Regions from separate parts of the Sus scrofa genome. Here region 1 is linked to region 2. A link is a contact called in public HiChIP or PLAC-seq data. All regions are on one chromosome and are shown on one strand. Each heading gives the region's core, a stretch centred on a gene start, on an enhancer-like site or on the middle of the called end of the contact. The rest is flanking DNA. Distances are from core to core; before and after follow the strand shown.

What was found. HiChIP or PLAC-seq counts read pairs in DNA pulled down with a chosen protein or histone mark.
Region 1: an H3K27ac HiChIP or PLAC-seq map of alveolar macrophages shows a contact between it and region 2. The contact joins two enhancer-like sites. A contact is called at or near these places in 4 of 47 Hi-C or Micro-C datasets (blood, embryonic fibroblasts, heart right ventricle and 1 more) and 1 of 2 datasets of contacts at active chromatin or transcription factors (alveolar macrophages).

Annotation. Positions count from the first base shown.
Region 1 is chr4:8,257,135-8,260,327 of Sscrofa11.1, forward strand. All of the region lies in intron 39 of TG (thyroglobulin), which reads right to left. Among named protein-coding and RNA genes, the nearest start is that of MIR9795, 18 kb to the right of the region's middle. Within about 2 kb of position 1,882, at least 16 of the 83 cell types and tissues checked have an H3K27ac peak or open chromatin away from gene starts, as enhancers often do. A contact at or near this core is called in alveolar macrophages, where this site is marked.
Region 2 is chr4:8,152,700-8,155,908 of Sscrofa11.1, forward strand. No RefSeq gene overlaps it. Among named protein-coding and RNA genes, the nearest start is that of SLA, 13 kb to the right of the region's middle. Within about 2 kb of position 1,877, at least 14 of the 83 cell types and tissues checked have an H3K27ac peak or open chromatin away from gene starts, as enhancers often do. A contact at or near this core is called in alveolar macrophages, where this site is marked.

The sequences.
Region 1 (3,193 bases), core at 632-3,131, 100 kb after region 2:
TCTGTGTTGTGCAAGACGCTGTGCTACTTTCATTAAAAAGTTGGAGTATTCTAGTTACGGAATTTTCTCTCTCAGAAGTCTTCATCACGCCCTCATGCCTGCGGCATCTAGTCTGACTCCTTCCTGGCTTTCCACCTCCTTTAAGACTGACTGCAGCCCCTCTGAGCAGTGGGGCTCCTTCCCTTCCCAGCACAGCCCTCGTCCAGCCATCGGGGTCAGCTCATCACCTGTGCTCAACGCCCTGCAGTCTGCCCTTGGCCGAGCCCCATTCCTATCTTCAGGGCTGTGCTCTGGTCCCACCTCTCTCAGCCCCGCCGCAAACACCCAGCGTGCAGTGATGCTGGGGGAGGGAACTCTGTATCCCACCTGCCTAGCGCCCTTGGGCCCTACAGAGCGAGGAGCCGCTCCCAGACCCTGCTCTGCCCGGTGCAAAGCCTGTGTGCCATGTGGGACACCTGGCTGGGGCTGATGCTCGGAGTCGCCTGTCTTTTTCCAGACCTGTGTCCTGAGCTGCACTTTCCAAGTATTTAAAATGGAAAGGGGGAGGGGCCAGGAGGTGGAGCGCAGGGAAGTTTCAGGGCAGGCGGTGAAGCAATTCTCGTGAACGGCGGACACGGGTCATGACACGTTTGTACAACACAGAGTGAGCCCCATTGTAGAGCAGGGCTCTAGCCAATAATGACCTATCACTGCGGGCTCAGCAAGGGTAACGACCGTGCTGCAGTGGGGCAGGGTGCTGATGGGAAATAGGCAGGGCAAGAAGCCGTACTTGGGAACTCCGGACTTTCTGCTCAGTTATTCTGTAAACTTAAAACCATTATAGGAGTTCCCTGGTGGCCCAGTAGTTAGAGATTTGACATTGTCACTGTTGTGGCTGGCGTTTGATCCCTGGCCTACGGGATTTCCACATGCCTTGGGTGAGGCCAAAAAAAACCAAATAAACAAAAAAACTCTCTCTCTATTTTAAAAAATTTTTTCAATTAAATTTTTTTTTCCCTTTTAGGGCCGCACCTGTGGCATGGAAGTTTCCAGGCTAGGGGTCGAATCAGAGCTTCAGCTGCCAGCCTACACTACAGCTACAGCAACGCCAGATCTGAACTGCATCTGTGACCTACACTGTAGCTTGCAGCAACACTGGATCCTTAACCCTCTGAGTAAGGCCAGGGATTGAGCCCACATTCTCACAGAGGCTATGTCGGGTCCTTAACCCACTGAGCCACAGTGGGAACTCCTATGTAGATTTTTAAGGGGGAAGGGGATGATGTACTTGTGTCAGAAGTTTACTGGGGGCTTAGCTGAATCGCCCCTGCTCTCTTCTCCCTCCTAAGCGTTCCTTTAGGCTGTGAGTACCATCCCTCTGCTCTGGGCCTTGCCATGGGATACAGGATGCTCTGTGCCAACAGCGGGTGGTAGGCTGTGTCTGCTGTCAGGAAGCCAGTGTTTGTATCCCAGTGCCCCCCACCCTCTAGTTTCTTGACTGAATGATGTTGAATGATGGCTCCCCTAGGGGCTGAACTGCAGGGAGGCTGAAGGCAGAGACGTGAAAGCTCTGGAATGTGGAAAATACCAGGAGGTCTAGGGAATCAAGCAAAGCAAAGCAAAGCTGCTTGTGGCTACAGGAATTTAAAAGGCTGATCCCACACAGAAGAATGAAGGGCGTTCCTAAACATGGTGGGGGGGGCAGCAATATACTTCTGAGTGTTTCATCAGTGGGATTTAATGAACACCAAGGATGCCACTTATAGCTGCTCACAACTGTGGACACAAAGTTCCTTAGCCTCCCTGAGCCTCGGTGTTTCATCAGTGAAATGGCCACGGGGTGCTGATCTGTGCCTTGAGGGTGAAATGATGAAATCCAGGAAAGAGGGCTGCTAACCTTCCTTCCCTCTTTGCTGACAATTTGCTTTAAGGAACAGGCAGTGTTGCAAGTCAGGAGTGAGAAGGACTGGGTGTTCTGGATGTTTCCTTTGCCTCCCCCGACACTTGCCCTGCCGGCAGCAAAAATGAGCCTGCCTTCCCAGAAGCCCACAGAATTCTCAATAAGATGACAGCCCATGACATCACGATCCCACCCCCTCCCAGATGGATGACATATGGAAATGCACTCTCTTCTGTCTGGAAATGCTCTAAGCCTGAGAGTCAGCCATGTCGGTGGAAGGCTCCACCTGAACGAATGCCACGGGGAGGATTCTGAGTTTCACACCATCTCTTTGGCCAAAGGAGCTACTGACTTAACAGACTGTCAGTCGTGTGTTCAAAAAAAGGGAAAGAAAACGCAGGCAGAGCGTGCGGTGCTCCAGCAGTGGCCTCCGCTCCCCTGAAGGAAAATCTGAAATCTGTTCGTCACCCTCATTCCCCTCATTGGCACTCGGCTGCCTTTCGCCTTAACTCGCAGCCTGTTCCAGGTTCCTCATGCAGGCCTGGAATCTTCTATAACACTCAGGGCCTCCTGCCACGTGGCCCACCCAGCCCGCATTCCCCAGCCTTCCCAGACTTCCGCTATGCTGGATGCCTGCCCGGCTCACCCACATTCTAGAGGACTCCATCACTGTGGCCATGCAACCTCCTACCCATCCAGCCATACTCAGCAAGCGACACGCTCCAGGTCTTAGATGAGAACAGACACGAAGTTCAGTGCCTGACCTTGACTCGCAAAGCCCATCACAGCCTCTATACCCTTTCACACGGAGCACCTCAGTTGAGCCTCACCGTCACTTTGGAAGTTGGGTAAAAATTCCCATTTTACAGAGGAGAAAACTGAGACTTGGAGAAAGGAAGGGTTTTGTTCAAGGTCACATGGACAGTCAAGGGCAGAGCCAGCCCTTGGCCTGGTGTGTCTGTCCTCTGCCACGGCTGCCTGACGAGGGACTGCCCTACCACCGCCGTGGGTGCAGTAGGTGCCAGCTGGACATGGAGGGAAAGACATGTGGGCGGGCAAGTGGCGCTGGAACAGGTCCAGGCCTCCGTGCTGCCCTGGGGGTGGTGGGAAAGGTGGAGGCAGTAACCAGGGTGAGAAAGGGCTCCGGACAGGGCGCAGGCCAGGGTTTGCAAGTGCTGCTGGCATTAAAGGGGAGGCAGAGATCGTTATCTATGCAGCCCTCACTCCAATAAATGGCTCTTCCTGCCCCGAGAGCTCTGATGCAGCCCTAGAGTCCCCAGGGCACGGTGAGACTGGTGGTGAATCCCAGCTCCG
Region 2 (3,209 bases), core at 627-3,126:
CCCTCTAGATCCTCAAGCACTGGAACTATTTACCTTTGCATCTTCAGCGCCGAGCAGAGGGCCTGGCCCAAGGTGGGGAATGAGCTGAACAGAAGCACATATGGGCGGTGAAAACGTCTTCCGGGGATCGCCCATCAATTTGCAATTATGCGGGACATGGATTTTCTGGCCTTGTAGGAGCCTCACAGCGGTGCCAAGAGTGGCGACTTGTCCATGCTTTCCAGGCGGAGCCAGTGCCCCGACTGGTGGAGGGTGGTGGCATTTGGGTCATTCCGTGGGCCAGGCGCTGGGTCAGCATCCTGTCTGAACCCAAAAGCCACATACTTTCTTGCCCTGACGGCGGTGACTCCCAAACCCGGCTGAAACCCATTAAGGGTGAGGTAAGAACATACACACACCTTCAAGATAGGAAAGACAGACAGATGGAAATGGAAGAAGGAAGGGAGGAGGGAAGAGGAGAGAGAGGGAAAAAGAGATTATAAATGTAAAATAAAACAAGAAGCTATACGATAATATTGTGATTTAAACAGAAACTCCTTTGGGGAACCGATGGAGTACCAAAAAAAGAGAAGTTACTTTTGAGGCTGGGAATAGCTCTCCTGAGATGCCCAGGGGCTGAATCATGGACCGAGAGAACAGGACGCGTCATTCTAGCTCTCAGCTTGGCCTGTGCACCATGTAGATACAGTCTTAACCTTAACAGGAGGTTAACTGGTTTTCCGCTGTGGAACCGCCTAGGGAACAATGCGTATGAGGCTTGGGTGAGGTTGCAGAATGAAAGGAATCTCAGAGCAAGGAGAGCAAAGAAGAAGAGGCCCCCGGGTGCAGACACACTTCGCATTTAAGGAGCAGGCTGGGGGGTGTGGGAAAGTGGAATTCCAGGAGAAGAAATACGAATTACACTGTTACTGAGCTTTTGGAAGTTACGTGAGGGGAGGGAGGTTGTCTTCTTCGTTCTCAGCAGGAAATCAAGCATATGAAGCTGATAGATCACGAATAGAATAAATTCACACTGTCCTGAGTCTCAGGGTTTGGTCTGGGGGACTGAACCAAGATGAGAACAGTGAGAAGGTGGGAAAGGGGGATTATGGCAGATGGAGGACCAAGGGAGCTAAGTCCTTAAGGACAGGGTTTGGGTCTTTTTAGGGCTGCACCTGCGGCACAGGGAGGTTCTCAGGCTAGGGGTCGAATTGGAGCTGCCACAGCCACAGCAACAAGTTCTGAGCAGCCTCTGTGACCTACACCACAGCTCACAGCAACGCACAGATCCTTAACCCACTGAGTGAGGCCAGGGATCAGACCTGCATCCTCATCGATACTAGTCAAGTTCTTAACCCCCTGAGCCACAAGGGGAACTCCAAGTACAGGGTTTTTTGGTTTTGTTTTAGTTTTGGTTTTTTTGGCTAAGCCTGGGCATGTGGAAGTTCTCGGGCTAGGGCTCGAACCCAGGCCACAGCAGTGACAACGCCGAATCCTTAACTTCTAGGCCATCAGGGAACTAACTCCCTTACACGCAGGTATTGCTTACTTGAAAATGTAAATTTCGGAGCCTGGAGACCTATGTATTCTTAAAAGTTTGGGAAGAGGCATGCCAGGTGACTGTCACGCACTGGGCAGACCTTTCTTGGACCCATTGCCTGACATCCTTGGCTGGTCCAGGAGGAGCTGTCCCTGTCTTCCCAGCTCCAATGGGGATCCTGGAGTCCCCGGGTGCCCAACACTGCAGGGTCTCTGCACAGGGTCTTGGAGGAAGGGGACTCGCAGCTGTGTTACAACTTCCCTTTGAGAAATTTCCTTGCCTCATCTCCTTGTCCTTCCTGAGCGCTACCCGCTCAACCGGAAGATGACTCAGACCAGCGCTGGGTTCACAGTGAATGTGTCTTCACTTCCTTTCCTGGATCCTGCCGTAGTGATCCCGGAGGGCACTGTGGCTCTCACTGGTGCCCCCTGACCTCCTGACTCCATGGTGACCCTTGCCTTGATACTGCATGTTCTGGGCCCTTCCTGCCCCCAGCTGAGGCGGCGGGGGGCAGTGTGGGGGGGAATTGGTGACGTCTCTGTGGCTGTCCTGGCCTAGCCCATCTGGTAATGGACAGGGACTTGCAGGGGCATCTCTTCTATGCAGGAGAAAGTGCTAGAATGGGAGCTGGGTGCGGGTTCTGAGAGCAGCCGGGCAGGGCTGGCCATTGCTCCTAGGCAAACGCCTCTCAGCTCTTTCCTGTGATGTGGGCTCACGGTCTCCAGCTCAAAGGGTCTAACTGTGGTCTCTGCAGCCAGGCTTTTCCCTTTTCCTTTCTCTCTCTCTCCCTCTCTTCTTCCCTCTTTTTTTTTTTTTTTTTTTTTGTCTTTTTAGGGCCACACCTGCAGCATATGGAGGTTCCCAGGCTAGGGGTCAAATCAGAGATGCAGCTGCTGGCCTACGCCACAGCCACAGAAACACAGGATCTAAGCTATGTCTGCGACCTACACCACAGCTCACAGCAATGCCCGATCCTTAACCCACTGAGCAAGGCCAGGGATCGAACCTGTGTCCTTGTGGATACTGGTCAGGTACTTTTTTTTTTTGTCTTTTTGCTATTTTTTGGACCGCTCCCGCGGCATATGGAGGTTCCCAGGCTAGGGGTCGAATCGGAGCCGTAGCCACCGGCCTACGCCAGAGCCACAGCAACGCGGGATCCGAGCCGCGTCTGCAACCTACAACACAGCTCACGGCAACGCCGGATCGTTAACCCACTGAGCAAGGGCAGGGACCGAACCCGCAACCTCATGGTTCCTAGTCGGATTCGTTAACCACTGCGCCACGGCGGGAACTCCTACTGGTCAGGTTCTTAACTCACTGAGCCAGGACGGGAACTCCCGGTCAGACTTTTCTGAGCACTGTTCCAGGGCAGAGCCAAGACAGCCTGGCCCTTGGACCCTCCAACTCCATCCCCGACCCCTGCCTTTCTCACGGGCTGGCTTGTCCGTAGTAGTTGCCCTGAATTGATGGCTAACTCTCCAGGCTTTGTGGACAGCAATTTACTCTTTTCTGCTCATGGACACAGCACCCTCCATCAGCAGGGCGAATCTGCAAAGTAGGCATTAGGACAATGGCAGGATGTTAAAATGGGATGCTGCCTGTCTCAGTTCTCAAAGGCTGAGAACACGTAGCGGGTGGCAGAGGTGCCAGGCCACACGTGCAGGGCTTACAGAGGGGGGGACCGAGACTC